Regions from separate parts of the Gossypium hirsutum genome. Here all the other regions are linked to region 2. The links are chromatin contacts, called in public Hi-C maps. All regions are on one chromosome and are shown on one strand. The core of a region is the stretch at or near the end of the contact, and the rest is flanking DNA. Distances in the headings are between cores, read along the strand shown.

Region 1 (4,144 bases), core at 1,145-3,644, 360 kb before region 2:
ATTTAATATTAACTTAGTTATTTTTATTTAATATTAATATTAATATAAAATTTAAATTTATTATTATATTTTTAAAATTTTATGTATTATTGTTTTTTGTCAACAATACTTTTTTATTTTTATATATTTCTTTAAATTTTTTAGAATTAAGACCAAATTGAGAATATTTATAAATTTTAAAGGTTAAAATTTTAAAATTATGACTAAATTGATATAATATATAAAAATAGAGGGCTAACATAGTTATTTACTGATTTTTTTAACTGCATGTTAGTTTGCCTTTTATGATTTTAACCGATGTGACCAAAATAACCTAACTATATAACATAGATGCTTAAATTGCAAACCTTCTATTTTAGGTGCCTAAAAAGAAATATTTTAATAGTTGAGTGATTATTTTTATAGTTTACCCTAAAATTATTTTTAGATCAAATTACCCTTTTTTCTTATTTATTTATATTATTTTTATAGAAAGTATTTTCATTATTTTTATACAATATTTTTTCACCACAAAATCATCAAATTTATTTGAACTTAAATTCATTTCAAATACTATCAAATTAAAATTTAATAATATTCTAATTCAAATGCATACGAAATATTCAAATTTTATTCACAATTTAATCATATATTAATGAGATAAATTGATTTATATTAAAATAATTAAATTAATATTATTCAAAGATAAATAGAATAATTGCTTATTTGTTAATAATAAATTATTTTTCTTAATAATAAATATCACCGAAAAATATTCAAATTAGTTAAAAGAATTATATTTTATTTAAAAGAACAATTTCAAAATTTATGATTACATTCTTAGTAAAGTGCATAATTTTTTTAAGATTTTAATTAGTACTTTTCTTATATAAAAAACATTGTAATGTTACATTTATAGTAATCAAGAAATCTTATCCGACCTAACTGTTGAGGTTGGAAGGGAGAATGGAAATTATGGGGCGGCAATAAAGGCAATTATTATTGATGGAAAGTGTCCCATTCTTGCTTGATTCCTCCTACCAGAATACTGACTCTAGAAATGAGAATCCTGATGTGAGCAGCAAAGGCAATAAAGGACATTGGAGATAGACATGACTCAACTACTATGTGCTTAAATGGCTTTATTTGGGCTAAATCATGGACATTTAATTGAGGCTTACGATGAGTGAAGGGCTAGAACATTGGATTGGCCTTTGCCATGTAATTGGGCCGAATTTAGGGTCTTAAAATTTTGTTCTATTCATGTCCATTATGTAACATCAATTTAAAATAATATGTGCCAATCATGATTCATTAATTGATAGTTAGGTAGTTTAATTGAGTCAGGATTGCTGATTTTTTAACATTTCATCTTATAAAAATTTTTATTTATCAAGATAATAAGGTTGATTTTGTTTTCTTACATCCTTCACAATTTTCTTTAAATTTAAGTAGCATTTGATAATAATAATAAAAATAATAAGTTAAAGATTTTAAAATTCAATTTAATTTTAACTGGATTTTGACTCGAATATAAATGCACGACATATAAGCTATTGAATCTTATTCGGATTGGGATTCACAAATTTAATTTTTAAATAGTCGATTTGACAATGAATTTACTAGGCTCAACATAGACTTGGACGGTATGTTGATTATACGTTTGGAAACATTAAAAGATTACTTTCATTTTTGTGAAAATAAAAGATTTCTCATGTGCATTCTAGATTAAATTGGGAAGATGGACTAATTTTTGGAGAGAGGGCAGCCAATTCCATGGCGTTTGCTAGGGAATGAAACAAACAAAAGGCAGCCTATGGCTCCAATACTTGCAGGCAATAACATCAGCAGCAGCTCATTGCTGTCCCCTGATGGCTTCAGACCAAAGCAGTTGACAACATTTTGATCGAACAGAACAAGCGCCATAAAAATCATTATGGATACCAAAGCATGGAAAAAATCAATCAACTTGACCTTATACTTGTTTTCCTCCTTTATTGGCAGTTCAACAGGGCCATCCATTACCCATAACCCTCTAAACGTAGCCACCCCGTACCGGACCTTGCCTCTTTCATCTCGAACACTATCCGTGAAAGAAAGGAAGAAACACAAGCTGGCACAAAACGCCACAAGGCCTAGCATCAAGTTTTGGCAAACCTGGGTTTTGCATTGGCCTTGGTTCGTTAAAACTGGGGACAGTATTTGGAAAGTAAGGGCTGAGCCTGTAGGCAGAAGCTTGGACAAAACGGCGGTGCCTTTGAAGGTTTTTCTCACGATTTTTTGTTTCTTGGTCTTTGGTTGCTTTACTATTGCAGTTAATAAAGGAAATTCCGAAGTGGTTCGTGACTCTTCTTGGGCCGTCTTTTCCACATTCTTCAGGAGGGGTTGCCTGTGTTCTACAGCTTTCGTGTCCATCACACAGATTTTCTTGTTCTTTTCTTAAAGCTTTCTTTGAAAAGAAAAGTTGTATGAGATGAATGGGTTATTGGCAGGGAAAGAAATAAGCATTTGTAGGGAAATGAAAACCGACGTGAAACTAAGTGCATGGAAGCTCTTAACAAAAGATGAGTAAATTTGGTGTGGATTTATTGTTATAAGAGAGAGGAGGTTACGACTTACAAACCATAATTGATAATTAAAAGATGCTCAGTTTCACAAATTTGGCTCCCATCCTGTTTCATCCCCCTTTTTTTTGTTTTATTATTATTATTATTATTTTATTTTAATTGTATTGTACTGTGTTGTTGGCAAAAAAAACAAAAATTTATCACAAAAATTAAAATTAAAGTTCTCATCTCACATTTCCTATAGATTTAAAATCTCTGTATAACTTTTTTTTAAAATGTATGGTATGGGTTTTTATTTTATTTTATATTTTATTTTTAAAGTTTATGGTTGTTGCTCCTAATAGTACTGTTTGAACTTATATTTTCCTTTAAAAATATAATATATTTTACTATTAAACTCAAATTTTATATTTTCCTAATATCTTTTCGAAAAAAAATTCTTGTTCTATATTATGTTCTTCTTTTTATTTTTTATTTTATTTTTTAAAAAGAAAAAATAGATACAGACAAAGAAAAAAAATCAAGCAAATCACCTTTAAGGTTTTTTATTACTCTGATGTGTGTTCGTAAAAAAATACAAGTAGGAAATGTGGCCTTTTTTATAGCCAAAATACAAACTGTCCATTACAAATATTTTGTTTTTTTTCTTCGTTGTCTTCTTTGCTTTGCGTGTTTGTTGCGTTCTGCTTCTTCTTTACAAGTGACCGCGGAGTGGCTGATGGCGGCAGTGGCGAAGGCATGCGCAGAGGGGCATCAACGTGGCATGCGGCTAGGGTTTCAGTTTTTTACTGAAACTAAGTTTAGTTTTTGGGCCATTTGGGCCACTAGGGTTTTCTTGCATTTGGGTTGTAATTGCGTAGTATTTTTGGGCTTGATATGTAATTAGACTGGGACTTTATTTATTTTGGTTTAAATCTTGTTTCATTTCTATAATTGGGGCTCGGGCCAAAATTGGCCTATTACAGCTGCTTCTCTTTACTCATTGTCATATAACGAGAATGGAGCAAAGACTTTAAAAAGGGTCAATTTTGCCTGGTCTTGTCGAATCTTGACTTCTTTGGTGCTTCTCTTCTTTAAGTAGCTTCTCTTTTTTAAGTAGCATCATTCCATCCCACAGCATCTTCAGGGGTATAGGAATTAGTACTTCAATTTACTCCACTGTTACTTCAAGGAGATTAGACTCGCATCTACAATTTGCTCCACTGCAACTTCAGGGGGATAAGATTTGTAACTCGTAGCTTTAATCTATTCCACTGCAACTTCAGGGGAATAAGATTCGCATCTTCAATCTGCTCCACTACAACTTGAGGGAGATAAGATTTGAGGCTTCAATCTGCTCCACTGCAACTTCAAGGAGATAAGATTCTGCATGGTAAATTTAATCCGACCTATTACAATTTTGGAGGTATAAGATTTGTGACTTGTAGCTTTAGTCTGTTTCACTGCAACTTCAGGAAAATGAGATTCACTATTTTCAATCTGCTTCACTGCAACTTCAAGGAGATAAGATTCGCCACGATGACTTAAATTCGTCCCATTGTAACTTTAGGGGTATAAGATTTGTGGTTTCACTGATCTGTTACATCGTTCTCTTGGGA
Region 2 (4,399 bases), core at 136-2,635:
GGTTTAAGTCATAACTCTATTTCACAAATAGCAAACATGAAATAGGGATTTGAATCCATCATCCATAGGCCACTACAAAAGTGGTCAATTACTAAAATAATGTTTTTCTCAGAATATTACATGGTTGTAATTAAATAATTTCCCTTTAGCAGACGATAAAAACTCAAGGAGTCTTTAGATCCAAGCAAATGAAAGGCCGAAAGACAATATATGATGATTCTCTTATCCAAGTGCCACCATGACTATAAAATCATGGTAAGTAGACAACCTAATGTGAGAAATTTAAACTACAACTTGACCAAGTAGAATGACAGCAGTCAATTGGCCAACCAAGTCATTAGATAGAAAGTAAAAATGTCCAGGTCGCCTGAATCCTGTACTATCCCCTCTTCAGACTCAAGATTAAACTAACCCTTTCTGTGTGCTCAGCTCTGTTAACTGGACTCTTAATTTTCTTTAAAGTATCCGTATCATACAATTGTATCTGGCACATATTTGGACATTGATATGATGGTATGATCTTCCAAACACAGAAAAATATTTGAAGTTGCACATACCCGCATCTAACACCGACCCAGAATCCAGATAACATATTGCATAGTTCTAAACCACTGAACTCGAGTTCACTGATTATACACAATCTAATGCGAGGCTACCACTAAAACCCCTTTAAAAACAGCACATACGGAACTTCAGCAGACACATGCCAGTGGCCATAAAATGGAAGAACCGTTTTGTAAGAGCTACAGGAAAGGGACACACACACACACGCAAAGCAAAGAGGAAAACATTTATCATGAATAGTAAATAATCCTAAGATGAAATCTAAACTAACAGGACATTATACCAAATGAAGTTGAAGTCTATAAGCTATCTTGAGCATGTATGGTTGACTGTGCTATTAATTGTGGGTACGAAATTTGCAACTAATCTCTAAATGTAATAAACTATCAAATGTTAACTTGAACTTGTTCACAACCTTCTTCCACAGTTCATATTTTCCCTATAATTCTAACTACTTCCCAAAACCTAAGTGAAACAATTGAGAGCATAAAGCATGAAGCCGCAAGACAAAAACCCCAGAAGAAGAAAGGTTGGGGCATTAAAAAAAAAAGAAAAAAAAAGGAGAGAAGGATATAAGGACCTGCCAAACGCGATGGAGACGCTTCTTGGCGTTGGCTTTGCGGGTGGAAGTGAGCTTAATTCTCTTCCAAACGAGACCACCAGAGTCGTGCTTCTTCACTATCTCCATCACTCTTGTTCCCCAAAACGCTCCTGCCATCTCTCTCGCCGGTCGCTGCTCCTCTTGCTCTCTTCCTCACTTCTTACCCTATTTTCCAAACTGGGCCTAAAACCCCTGTAAACCCCACCCCTGCTAACACCCACAAAAAATAATGAGCCCAATTTTAAGAAACAAGATTTGGGATAATTCCGTTTTTGGCTCTTATAATTTAACAAATCTTTTAATGTGCCACTTCTATTTTGAAAATATCCATTTTGGCACTTCAACTCTATTTCCATCTATCATTATCTCTAGTGTTAAATTTTGAAATGGTGAACCAATTGTAGTATATAATTTGTCACAATTTCTCAAATTATTTTTTATTAAGATATTAAATAAATTATACTAAAAATATTTTTCAAAAAAAAAATCTTTTGAAATCTTAAATTCCTTCTTACTGAAGTATTTGTTTCAAATTTAAGGAGGATAATGAGGATGAGAGTTGCTATTCCTAATAATTATTAGGGTAAACAATAAATTTAATAGTTTAAATTACATTTTATCATCAAATTTTAAAAATTATAATATAATCATTAATGTTATTTATTATATTTTAATTATTAAATCATTAATTGCCATTAATAGTTTAATGACAAGTTAACATGGCATATGTTATATAAATTTGTTTATGGGCGGGGCCACCCAGCTCGCTCGAAAAGTAGAAGGGTTTGAGTAAAAATATAGGCCTGAAAAATGGGCTTGTGTAAAAAATCATGCTTGTTTAGAAAACGGGTTGGGCCTCATATAAGGCTTTTTTAGCTCGATCCTAGCCCGGCCCCAATATACAAAAAAAATTACTACTTTTTTTTATGTTCTTGTTGTTTTTGTAATTACGTTTTTTGCTATTTTTTTTACTATTTTGCTACCATTTCACTGCTATGTTGCTACTATTTTGTTGTTATTGTTTGTATATTGTATAACTTTTGTTTTATTATTATTTTTGTTACTATTTTAGAGGTATTTGCTTATTAAGTTGCACATATCTTAGTGTTATTTAAATGTACATATTGATTTTTAATTTATTTTCAATTTTTCGAGAAACATTTATTTTAATATTTTTAGTATTTTTGATGTATTATGTTTTTTAAAAATTATATAAAAAATAATATAAAAATAATACGGCTGGGCCTGGCTCAAGTTTCAACATTTTTATTCGGGCCAAGCATGGGCAAATTTTAGGCCCATTTATAGGTTGGGCCTAGCAAATGGGCCCAATTTTTTCATTGGACCCGGCCCAAGCCATGGACACCTCTAATGTTATATCACATTTCAAATAATATTTTTAGGCCAAATTCCATAACTAATCCCTATACTTTTTTTCTTTTTGAAAAATTTAATTATTTTTCTTTTATTTTCCTTTAACTTCCCCTTTTATTTTCTTTATTTTCCCTTCTCTTCCTCTCCCTTTCTTCATTCTTTCTTCTATTTGAGTTTTTTACTATATGGAAAAAATTTAAATAATGAAATTCATAATTTAAATAAAATTTTGGAGGTTTAAATTCTGTCTTGATTAGAGTTGATATTTTAAAAAATTAAATAGTAAATGTAACGTCCCCCTACCCGAGACCATCGCCCGAGTCGAGCAGGAGGCATTACAAAACTTATCTTAGCACTTAAACAGTTTTCGTAGTAAACTATCCATCTGCGTCACGGTCGCTAAAAAAATCATATCTCGAGTTACGAAACTCGAAATCTAATTCCGTAAATTTTTCCTGAAACTAGACTCATATATTTACTTACTAATTTTTTTCTAGAATTTTTGGTCAGGCCAATTAGTACAGTTTATTAGAAAAAGTCTCCCCTGTTTCAGGGTTCGGCTACTCTGACCCTTGTGCACTACGAATCAAATTTCTTCCTGTATAGAAATCCAATGACTATGCCATTTGTTTCAATTAAAAATAGACTCAATAAGGAATCCATTCAAATAAAGTTTGAGTCTTAATTCTTAATACACAATTTATGGTGAATTTCTAAAGTCAGAACAGAGAATCCAGAAATTGTTCTAACCCTGTTTCACCAAAACGTAAATATCTCATAAAATTCATTATAAAACATAAATTTTGAGCTCTATTCAACTTAGTCCCTATTTAAACCTAACTTAGAAATTCCTTTAACTAATCACTTCTAACTTCAATTTCTATCAATTTAACCCATAAAACCTCAATTTATTCAACTAAATCAATATCTAAAAATTCTCTATTTTTCTTCATTTTAACCTCATACATGTAGAACTTTGAATTAGGCATCCATAAACATAAAAATCATAAGAAAATGAGCTAAAACAACTTACTAATCAAACTTTAGGGCCTTAATCCTAAATTTCCCTTTTTTCTTTCTTTCTTTCTTTCTTCTTTCTTTCACGTTTGCTCTCTGTTAGTCTTTCTATCTTCTTTTTCTATTTTATCAATTTTACTTATTATACTATTATTAACCTATAATAAATATAAAACTAACATGTGTAATAGCTATATTACACATATATACCAATTATTGCACACGTTATTCAATATTAACACACATATGACACTTAGGGTCTAATTACTAGATTAGTCCCTTTTACTTCTTTAATCTATAATTAAACTTTTATTCCTTATGCAATTTAGCCCTTTAAACTAAATTCAAGCTACTTCACTTAATTAAACACTAAATAACCATTCAACTATAATTCATAAATATTTCTAATAAATATTCATGAATAAATTTCACGGAAACAGTACTCAAGGCTCAATTTCCGATACTGTAACTTTCGGTTCATTACAGTAAAAATGAAAGTGATTAATATTTTAATATTAAAAAATTAACTCGTACAAATGATAAAGATTAACTACTAAAAATTAACTAGTAAAATTGATAATTTGTTACTAGGGTAGTTAACTGCCTATTATCCATTTTTTTAATTCTTCAATAAATAAGTCATTTTAAAGTATTAATTATTAGAGTAATTATTTAATACACTACTTATTGTGTTTTTTAATTCAGAAGTGGGTTAAAGATGTAATCAATGTAACCTTTATTTATATATTTAATTTTTTTATTATACTTTATAAGACATTTGTTACTATCCAAACTTATTTGTGGAATTTAGAAAAGTCCACTCGGTATTAGGTAAGAGTGAGC
Region 3 (4,316 bases), core at 1,487-3,986, 420 kb before region 2:
AATAAAATGTTAACCGTAAAACCATTACAAAAATTGGCTTTACTAACACACACAGGATCGGCAAGATTGATAAACAAATTTGTCCAACACGAAGCAAGGTTTTACAGAAAAAGGAAAAGGAAATTAGATTTCCACATGAAGCTAAGGCCAGGAAATGTCGTCGAATTAAGGGTTTTTCCGCATGGAGGATCAAGCACAGGAGGGTGGTATCTTGGGCACTCCTTGACGTTGCAACTCTCCTAATACGCTATCTGTAGATGGCGGCTTTAGTCCAAGAGGAAGTGGCAGCCATGGCTTTGACAAAACGTCTCCTATAGCTGCATCTATGCTCTCTTTCGACTGTATAATTCACAAATTATTGTAAAAACCTTTTATACGAAAAGATAGTTGAAAGCAATGTGGAAACATCTTACCGGATGGAAGTCAATGAGAGGGTGGGGTCCTGATTGTCCGCCAGTACCGTGGTGGTGGGGAGGAATGCCCGGGACCGGTGCTGCACGGAATCTCTGCAAGGAAACCACCAAATCCACTTAGTCTTAAAAGCTTCATCAATCTATAGTTGCAGATGCCAAAACATAATACTACTAGGTAGCAAGTATGAATCTCACAGTTGAGATACAAACAGGTAAGATGCTGCCAAAACTGGAGTGATTGTTTATCGTTGGTGCTATTGGTTGTGGAAAGCAAGGTGTTCCTGGGGTTAGTCCATTTGATACCTATACAATGAGATAAAATAAAATAAAATAACAATTAAAATCGACACTTTTAATTAGGTGGATGGGAAAATGGTGATTAGAGCTTACACGTTGGTGGTGGTGATGCCAAAACGAGGGGTTAGCTGGTGGAGGTCCCCATGTAGACTGTGGTCGCTGCGGTGGTTGGGATGTTGTGTGAGCTGGATGTTTAGGCCATAAGTGCACGAGGGATTGATCCATGGTGGGATGACCCCATACATGCAAAGGCCTAAAGTGGTGGTGGTGCATGGGTGACATCGGCGGGAAACCCATAGTAGGTGCAAGCCAAGGATTTATATCTCTCTTGCCTCCACCAGCGGAGGTGGCAGCACCACCGTACATTTGTCTCCTTTGGGTCCAATTTGCGGCCTCCGCCTCACGGGCTAGCAAATGCTTCCGATGAGATCTATATTTCTGCACAACATGACATAAAAAGGTTTTACATAAAATAAATAATTCATTGAAATACTACTTTCTTTTTCTGAAACTTTTTATCAATCCTATGCATATCTCGAAACAGATTCTGCAGAAAAATTCCTACCTTCACAAGGAAAGAAACAAACTACAATACTATATATCGAGAGATTCAATAGGTACTAAAGGCATGAAATATGAATAAGTAGGAAAAAAATAAAGAATATTTGGAAGTGAAAGTACTTGAAGATGACTGGCAATGTTATGGCGAGTGAGACAATCGATTCCCATAAGCTCTAAAATTCTTGAAGGCACCGCCTTATCCACCCCGAGCTGCTCCACTGCTTGAACGAACCTCCTGTGCAACTCTGGCGTCCAATCCACCTTCTTCACATAATTCAACACATCATTAAACTAATCAAAACATACTTTATCCTATCCAGATCTCTGAAGAAAAAAAACAACTAATGTAAATAGCTTTTCAGAGGGCCTCTCTCACTCTTCTCTTGTTTACAATTCACATACTTCCATGATTCTCGTGACATCTTCACCTTCCCTGGAACCATGTTCTGGTCCATACTTGTGAAAGCGAGAGACCAGTTTCTAGGTTCAATCTTAAGACAATTAAAACCTAATTACTCGAGTATGCTTATGCTAGTACTACTTTCAAGTACTTCTGGTAAATTTTCATTACCTTCGTTTTTCGCTTGCCTTGATTGTTATTCTTTGCTTGTGCTGCTGAAGATTTTCTTCCCTTAACAGCATATTTAGAAGGCGTTTTATTAACTGCATTAGGTTCCTCTCTTTTGCTGAGAATCTCCTCGCCTTTGCTTGAGCTCGAACCTGACCCCGAACCCGAAATTTTATCTTCTTCTTCCTCCTCCTCTTTCCTTTGGCTACTATCCTCGTCAGTTTTTTCTACTGAAGTGTTCATTGATTCCTCAACATCACATCTACTGGTGGGTAAATCTGCAAGAATTTCAGGGTCCATCTCCAAATCCGGCAACATATCGCCTTCATCGATGCCGATGATAAGATCATCGAAATCAATACTCTCAAGTAAATTTCCCTCGGCGAAGTCTGGGAACTCTTCAGAGCTAATAATACTGAAACTCTCCATCTTTCCTTTGTTCTCGTCATTCCTTGCGTTCCTCAAAGGTGACACAGCTAGCATTAATACAGTTCACTCTTTTTTTCTCCTCCCCCTCAAAGATGAAGAAAAGAAAAAGAGACTTAAATCCAAAAGTTACGTTGATATCCTTTATGCAGATATATAGTATAGCATGGAAACTGATACAGGCTAAGGCGACAATGGATACGCTTAATGAAATTGGTGGGGTTTTGTAGTTGCTGCTTGTTTACACAGAAAATCTGAAAATGGAGTGTGGAAAAGATTGGATCTACACCACAACTTGGGTTGAGATCTCTGGGGTTTTTTTTGTTTGTTTTTACGTTTTTGTTTCGTATGTATATGCACTAGTTGGAAGGCAATTAATTTCGGCTTTCCTATTTTAAAAATAAAAAAGGCTGAAATTCTTTAAATTTGTGGATGGCCTTTTTTAAGAAATTTGTGAAGTTTTTGCAGAAACTGAATCTCGTGCTGGTGAGCTGTTATTTAAAATCATTTATGTTGTATAAGAAAAAAGTTTACTTCAAGAAAGAGCGAGAGAAAAGGGGGAGAAATTGATGTCACAGTGGAAATGGATTGAGATATGCATGAAAAGAAAGTGATGGATGGGTTTGATGACATTTTCATTTCTTCAAACATTATAAATTTTGTTAAGAATTTAAAAATTTTAATCCTGTTCTAAAAAATAGTAAAAAATTTATTAGGTTAAATTTAATTTTCAATCATGTATTATATGTATTATTGTAGATTTAGTATATATATTCTTCAATTAGATCTTTTTAACTTTGGGTACTTCTCAAATTTTGAAATTCTTGTCTTCATGCAAAATGATAATAGTTAATTTATTTACTGAATTTTTAGTGATAAATATGTGAAAAAATAAACTGATATGACGTTACACATTTGATAACATATTTGTCACATTATATTTTGGAAATAACAAAATTAAATGAATTTAATAGTTATTATTTAATGATGACTAAAATTTTAAAATTTAAAAAATATAAAAACTAAAAATGCCAAATTATAGTGATTGAACTTTGCACCGTTACTCGTTTTGATACCTAAAAGCTAACTGTATGTTTTAAAAAATTTGACCGATCAAATTGAGCCGAGTCATGATAACATGGTAGATTGATTGATAATATGACACATTCATCAAGTTAATCAATGTTGACCAACTCTTGACTAATGTTGGCCGGCATTGACTAGTTAAAAAAATCATTAAAAGTTATTTTAAAAGAAGTGTAAAATATTATTTAAAAATGAAAAAGAACTTCTAAAATTATAAAAAAATTAGTTAAAATGTTTTAAATTTAATTTAAAAATATAAAATTATTAAAAATTTGTTAAAAATAAAAGCATTGTAACTTTTTTTAAAATGTATAAAATTGTGAAAACCATAAAAAAAAAGTAAAAAATGGTTAAAATTTTCAGAGAGTTAAAATTCTGAAAATCATAAAAATTTTAAAAAACTGTAAAAATTATAATACTGTTTAAAATTGATCTTAGAACAATCTCCTAGTATTTAAATCCAATGGATGTTTTCTAATTCAAAGTTTTTATAAATTTTTATAAATTTTTTTATTTTTACATTTTTATAAATCTTTTGATGAATTTCAAAAAGTTTTAATATTTTTATTACTTTTTACATTTTAAAAAATTGCAATGTTTATAATATTTAGCAAACGTTTAAGAATTTTTACAAATTTTTCAATATTTTAAATTGTTTTTATATATTTTTATTAGATTTTAAAATTTTTTTAAATATTTTTTTACTAGTTTTATAATTTTGAATAATTTTTTCAAGTTTTTTATTTTTAATTTTTTTATAAATTTTAAATAATTTTTTAATGACTTTTTTTACCAATAAACATTAATCAACGTGAATCAACGTTGGTCAACTCGATTAACATATTATATCACCAATTAACGTGCCACGTTGGCCAACTTTTTACTAACGTTGATAGTTTTTAGCTACCAAAACATGTAACAACGCATAGTTTACATATCAAATATGGCTAACAATTTAAAAAAAA

Evidence for each region. A called contact is a pair of places that touch in the nucleus more often than the background predicts.
Region 1: a Hi-C map of leaf shows a contact between it and region 2, with 1.8 times the contacts expected there. The contact joins the promoter of LOC121228098 here to the promoter of LOC107898988 in region 2. A contact is called at or near these places in 2 of 34 Hi-C or Micro-C datasets (both in leaf).
Region 3: a Hi-C map of leaf shows a contact between it and region 2, with 1.6 times the contacts expected there. The contact joins the promoter of LOC107898977 here to the promoter of LOC107898988 in region 2. A contact is called at or near these places in 2 of 34 Hi-C or Micro-C datasets (callus and leaf).

The regions. Positions count from the first base shown.
Region 1 is chrA04:81,345,426-81,349,569 of Gossypium_hirsutum_v2.1, reverse strand. It overlaps LOC121228098 (protein DMP7), which reads right to left and starts at 2,394. Exons shown (of 1, transcript XM_041111239.1): 1 at 1,726-2,394. The coding sequence starts at 2,394. The coding sequence ends at 1,726.
Region 2 is chrA04:80,982,064-80,986,462 of Gossypium_hirsutum_v2.1, reverse strand. LOC107898988 reads right to left here and starts at 1,385. Exons shown (of 2, transcript XM_016824577.2): 1 at 1,145-1,385. The coding sequence starts at 1,282.
Region 3 is chrA04:81,403,467-81,407,782 of Gossypium_hirsutum_v2.1, reverse strand. LOC107898977 (transcription activator GLK1) reads right to left here and starts at 2,736. Exons shown (of 6, transcript XM_016824557.2): 1 at 1,843-2,736; 2 at 1,392-1,535; 3 at 804-1,148; 4 at 660-716; 5 at 414-506; 6 at 1-339. The coding sequence starts at 2,322. The coding sequence ends at 190.